Regions from separate parts of the Triticum aestivum genome. Here region 1 is linked to region 2. The links are chromatin contacts, called in public Hi-C maps. All regions are on one chromosome and are shown on one strand. Each heading gives the region's core, a stretch centred on a gene start, on an enhancer-like site or on the middle of the called end of the contact. The rest is flanking DNA. Distances are from core to core; before and after follow the strand shown.

What was found. Hi-C and Micro-C count contacts between places; a contact is called where the count stands out from the background.
Region 1: a contact with region 2 is called in a Hi-C map of leaf, with 2.5 times the contacts expected there. The contact joins the enhancer-like site here to the promoter of LOC123166841 in region 2. A contact is called at or near these places in 2 of 5 Hi-C or Micro-C datasets (both in leaf).

The regions. Positions count from the first base shown.
Region 1 is chr7D:540,183,740-540,186,439 of IWGSC CS RefSeq v2.1, reverse strand. No RefSeq gene overlaps it. Among protein-coding and RNA genes, the nearest start is that of LOC123168534, 13 kb to the right of the region's middle. Within about 2 kb of position 1,444, at least 5 of the 8 cell types and tissues checked have an H3K27ac peak or open chromatin away from gene starts, as enhancers often do. A contact at or near this core is called in leaf, where this site is marked.
Region 2 is chr7D:539,987,167-539,989,947 of IWGSC CS RefSeq v2.1, reverse strand. LOC123166841 (probable xyloglucan endotransglucosylase/hydrolase protein 25) reads left to right here and starts at 1,315. Exons shown (of 3, transcript XM_044584646.1): 1 at 1,315-1,680; 2 at 1,771-1,964; 3 at 2,068-2,689. The coding sequence starts at 1,420. The coding sequence ends at 2,482.

The DNA of each region.
Region 1 (2,700 bases), core at 195-2,694, 200 kb before region 2:
CAGATGAAGCTCAGGAGATCTTACAGATTCCTGTGGGAGGCGCCGAGATGGAAGATTACCAGGCGTGGAACTTCACCAAGAATGGGGAGTTTTCGGTTCGGTCGGCTTATCATCTTCGTATGAGTCAGAAACGAGCGCGGTCTGGGAGGCCAGAATCTTCCTCGACGGTGGCGGACCACAAATCGTGGTTGTCTTTGTGGGACACGGTGGCACCTGGGAAAGTTAAAACGCACATGTGGCGAGTCATAAGAAACGGTATTGCGGTTGGATCAGAGCTACAGAGGAGGAAAATTAAACCGGGAGTCTTTCGCGTTGCTTGCGGAAGAGAGGAGACAATTTATCACAGGTCTTGGGGATGCTACCACTCGGTTAAGTTCTGGCAGATAATGCATTCGGAAATGGGGGTGCCGGTGGCGATCCCGCCGGAGTCTTGTAGCCCTCAGGGTGCGTTGTCGAGATGGCTCATGTCATGGTTTGCTGAAGCTTCGGATGATGAACGAGCAGTCATGGTACAGGGAGTTTACGCTCTCTGGCTAGCAAGGAATAATGCCCGAGAGGGACAGCGGGTGGAGGAAGCGGACGCGATAGCGAGGCGAGTTCTTAAGCTAATGGTGGAATGGCAGTCGATACACGGGCGCAGGAGCAAAGCCGGACAAACGAGGACGATAGAGAGATGGAAACCACCGGAAGAAGGATGGGTCAAGGCCAACGTTGATGGTGCGACGGCAAAGACGGGAGATGGAGGAGCTAGTGTGGTCCTCAGAAACCACGATGGTGCGTATATCACAAGTGCTAGCTACTCTCTCCCGAGGTGCAACGATCTAGTGAAAACTGAACTACATGCTTGCCGACGAGCTGCCATCTTCGCAGAAGCACACAATATTCCACGAGTGTTCATTGAGTCGGACTGCAAAGAGATTGTAGGCAAACTGGGAAGCAAATTGAAGGATCTGTCACCTCTAGGGCCGATCGTGGAGGAGGTCAAGAGGATAATGGAGGCAAGGGAGGAGTGGAAGGTTGCATGGGTAAGAAGAGAAGCTAATCGGGCTGCTCATATTTTAGCTAGGGAAGTTGTTTCTAATAATCGTTGCTTGGAGTGGCCGTTTATACCCTCAGACTTTATTTTGCATGTAATTTCGGACGAGATGGAGAGTTGAATAATCTGAGTTTTGAGCTTAAAAAAACACTAACACTGTCAGAGAGGAGCGAAAAACGTGTGGCAATTGATAGTTTTTGGAAACAAACGATTAGACGAGTCGAAAATGCAAAGATGCAGGAGTACGATCGAGTGAGCAAAGCCGACATGAGCGTCGCAGAGTCAGGAACCGAGCAGTGGGGAGGAAACCGACGTCGACGTGTGGTTTTTGCCCTTGCCATGATTACGTACAGCTGGTTGCCATTTGCCAACCGGGTGGGTGCACGCACATCGCCGTACGCCGACGCGCGTCGCCTTCTGCCTGCGCCCCGGCCCACGGCCGTGCGCAGACGGCAGACGCAGGGCCAATCACCACACGATTCCCGTGCGTGCCCCGGCCCACGGCCGTGCGCAGACGGCAGCTGTACCGATTCGTCGGACAGTGTTAGTGTTAAGCGCATGCACCGTTGTTATCAGGTGTGCATGTTTGATGCGGAGGGGCGAATTGACCGTGGGTAAATCAGTGTGCAACTACTGCGAGATTATAACAGCTGCGGAGCGGCAGAAGTGCGGAAGACAAACCTATTTCGATTTTTGGAAAGTGGTGTATCTAGAAACCCTTTTCTCCGGAATTACTTGTCGCACAGATGAATAAAACTGGACGTATCTAAAACTAAAATATGTCTTGATACATCCTTTGTCCGACAAGTATTTCCGGATTGAGGGCTTTTCCCTTTGTTTTAGGCCATAGTCCAGTGTAATCATTGCATTTTGTTGTGCGCTTAAGGCATTTTTAAAGCAGACTCTTAAACCACGCGTAATTATCTGGACCGCGCGGTCTGGACGTGTTGAGCCATCCAACATGGGTTTATATTTGTCCGCTGAGCGGTTCCGACAGCAGCCACTTAGGACTCTGACAAACCCGGCCCAACCAACCCCCCCCCCCCCCCCCCGACCCCGCACGTCCATCCTCCCATTTTCTCGCCTCCAGTCTTTCTCTCTTACGTTCGCCGCCGCTCCACCACCCCTGCCGTCACGCCACACCCCTGCCGGAACTCGACGGGTCCGTCGCCTCCAACGGTACACCCGGCCTCCATGCCGCTTCTCCTCTGCCGGCATTCCACACCTCTAATCCGACCGCCACGCAGGTACCCGCTCCTACAATGCTCACCATGCCCGACAACTGTTTGGTGAATTTGCTTGAGCTAAATATTTTTGTCCCTTCTTCTTTGAAGCAATGGATTCAGATATGGAGTACATATACGAGCACTATGTTGAGTTGTCCGACGGCTTGTCCGGCGGCTTGTCCGACGAGGAGGACTACACAGATGAGACAGCGGTGATGCATGCGGTGCTTGCAGAACCGGACCGTGCTGAGGAGCATGTTCTGAATTTCAAGGGATGGATCAATGGTCATCAAGTGCTCAATCGCAACCAAGCGCGCGACCATTTGACGCTAATGGACGACTACTTTCCCCCCGATGCCGTCTTCGTTGACAACTTTCGCTGCCGCTTGAGGGTGCGCAAATATCTTCGATCGTCTCTACCATGGCGCCCTTTCCATT
Region 2 (2,781 bases), core at 66-2,565:
CCACCACATAGCTCTCACGACGACGCCTTCAAGAAGGAGACGGCGCCAAGAGCGTCGTTGCCGCCCTAGGGTTTCATTCGAGAGACCGTGAGGTGAGAAAAGGTAGGTCGGGCCCGAACGACGTCTTCATGAAGAAAAATGGCACCCTCGGGGTTGTCGTCGCCGTCGCGGCCGACAGGAGCCGATCAGGGAATTATCCCAATCTGGATCCCCCACCTCCTGCTCCGTCCCAACCCGGTAACCGGCTAGCAGCACGACCATGTCCGGTAAGGATTGCACGCAACATGAGTTGAAGGAAGGACCAGCTCGGTGTCATTGGCCATCTGGGCAGCAAGCCGCGACACCAACCCGTCGGTGAATCGCCGGCCACCCGGTCCGATCCCCGGCAGCCCACCCGCCCTGCCGCACCACCGGACGGGGAAGGCTCGCCAAAGGGACCATCGTCCCTGATCCATGGATATCAGCCGCCGTACCAGCACCGAGCAGCCGAAGAAGGGCCCGCTTATACTCTTATATCACTTAGAGCATGGTTAATAGTATAGCCAATTGCTGGCTATAAGCAACTTCCATGTCATTTGCAGCCATTGCATGTAGTCACTAATACAATAAGGTTGGCTATTAGACTAGTACTTTTCTTCACCTTCTCTCTTTCTCTTTCATTGTATTTATTACTTTTGCGGAGCACGCATATAGGTAGGCTCTTCATAAAAGCTTATTTCCACCCTTTTTCAACGTATCTCTCCTTCACATAGACAAAAAACACCATGTAGGCGGGCTATAAGCCCACTTTGTACTTGCTCTTATAGTAACATACGAGGAATCTTCACACTCTTCGAGAGGAAGAAAAAGGTCGACAAGAATTGATCGTCCATCCATCCCTGCTTATTCATTTGTTCATACATTATGTAGTTCCTTTTCTTTTCTACTGCCATTTGTGTACAAAACACAAACCATCTCAAAGGCTGTAGATACAGATCCAAGCGACCAATTTTTCTTTTTAAAAAAAATCAATAGATGTTGCACTGCCGCTAGAAATTTGCTATACGTCTCAATCGATTCTTAATGGCTTCTTGCTGTACGTGAGAGCCCATGGCGTCGCCATGTCGGGGCAGTCGGGCGTCCCATTTTCCATCAGAAATTTGGCAGCTACAGTCTACAGAGCCGGCCTGCCTGCTCTGTCTCCTCTCCTCTCCTCTGGCGCCAACTCACACGCATTACACTCCTCTCCGGCCAGTTCGCAGAACCATCCATCCATCCATCGGGCACACCACGCTCATTCATCTCCAAACCCCTATATAAACCCCTCACGCCCCGCTCATTCCACTCACACAAACACAAGCTTCCATCAAGCTTTCTCCTCCTCATCAACCTTCTTCTAGCTAGCTGCTTCAGTGAGCGTGCTTTCGCAGCACGAAACGCATGGCTCGCATGGCGGCGTGGGTGCTAGCGATCCTGCTCGCCTCTTGTGCCTTTGCGTTGGCGACCTTCGACAAGGAGTTCGACGTCACCTGGGGTGACGGGCGCGGCAAGATCCTCAACAACGGCCAGCTCCTCACGCTGGGGCTCGATAAGATCTCCGGCTCCGGGTTCCAGTCCAAGCACGAGTACCTCTTCGGCAAGATCGACATGCAGCTCAAGCTCGTCCCCGGCAACTCCGCCGGCACCGTCACCGCATACTACGTAATTAAGCCGACATCATCTGCTTCTCGATTTGCTTGGTTCATGTGCGTGCCTAACATAACTCGATTGGTTTGGCGTATGAATGTGCAGCTGTCGTCGCAGGGTCCGACGCACGACGAGATCGACTTCGAGTTCCTGGGCAACGTCACCGGCGAGCCCTACACGCTGCACACCAACGTGTTCACGCAGGGGCAGGGCCAGCGGGAGCAGCAGTTCCGCCTCTGGTTCGATCCCACCAACGACTTCCACACCTACTCCATCCTCTGGAACCCAAAGCACATCATGTAACTTGGTTCATCGCCATTGCCCAACCTTCGTTTGTTCTCAGTCTGTGCCTTGTGCAGCACAATCACATGGACTGACCGATCATGGTGTACTTAAATGCAGATTCATGGTGGACGACATGCCGATCAGGGACTACAAGAACCTGGAGGGAAAGGGGATCGCCTTCCCCAAGAACCAGCCGATGCGGCTCTACTCCAGCCTCTGGAACGCCGACGACTGGGCCACGCAGGGCGGCCGCGTCAAGACGGACTGGTCCCACGCCCCGTTCTCCGCCTCGTACCGCGGCTTCAAGGCCGACGCGTGCGTGGTGACCGCGGGAGGCCGGCCGCGCTGCGGCGCCAGCGTCGGCACGGAGGTCGCCCCCGGCACCGGCGCGGCGGGCGAGTGGTACAACCAGGAGCTGGACCTGACGCGGCAGCAGCGGATGCGGTGGGTGCAGAGGAACTACATGATCTACAACTACTGCACGGACCCCAAGCGCGTCGCCAAGGGCGTCCCCGCCGAGTGCTCCATGTAGCCCCTATGTCCACCCAGCAAGCTAGCACTGGAACGTCCGTGTATACATCGATCGCCGGAGAAAGGGGAGATGGGGGCGTCTGTATTGTATGATAAATAAGGACCGGTGTGGGGGATAATGTGAAATGTAGGCGGTGGTGGATCCTTGTGCTCGTTCTTTGTCACGCTCACGCCCACTTCGTGTGTAATATATGCCACTTCTTTGCAACGGCTTGGCTGGATTGTTCGATCGCGGTACGTGTACTGTGCGCTGAACTTATCCTGAGGCTTGACAAGCCAAGCCAGCAGTTGTTATTCACT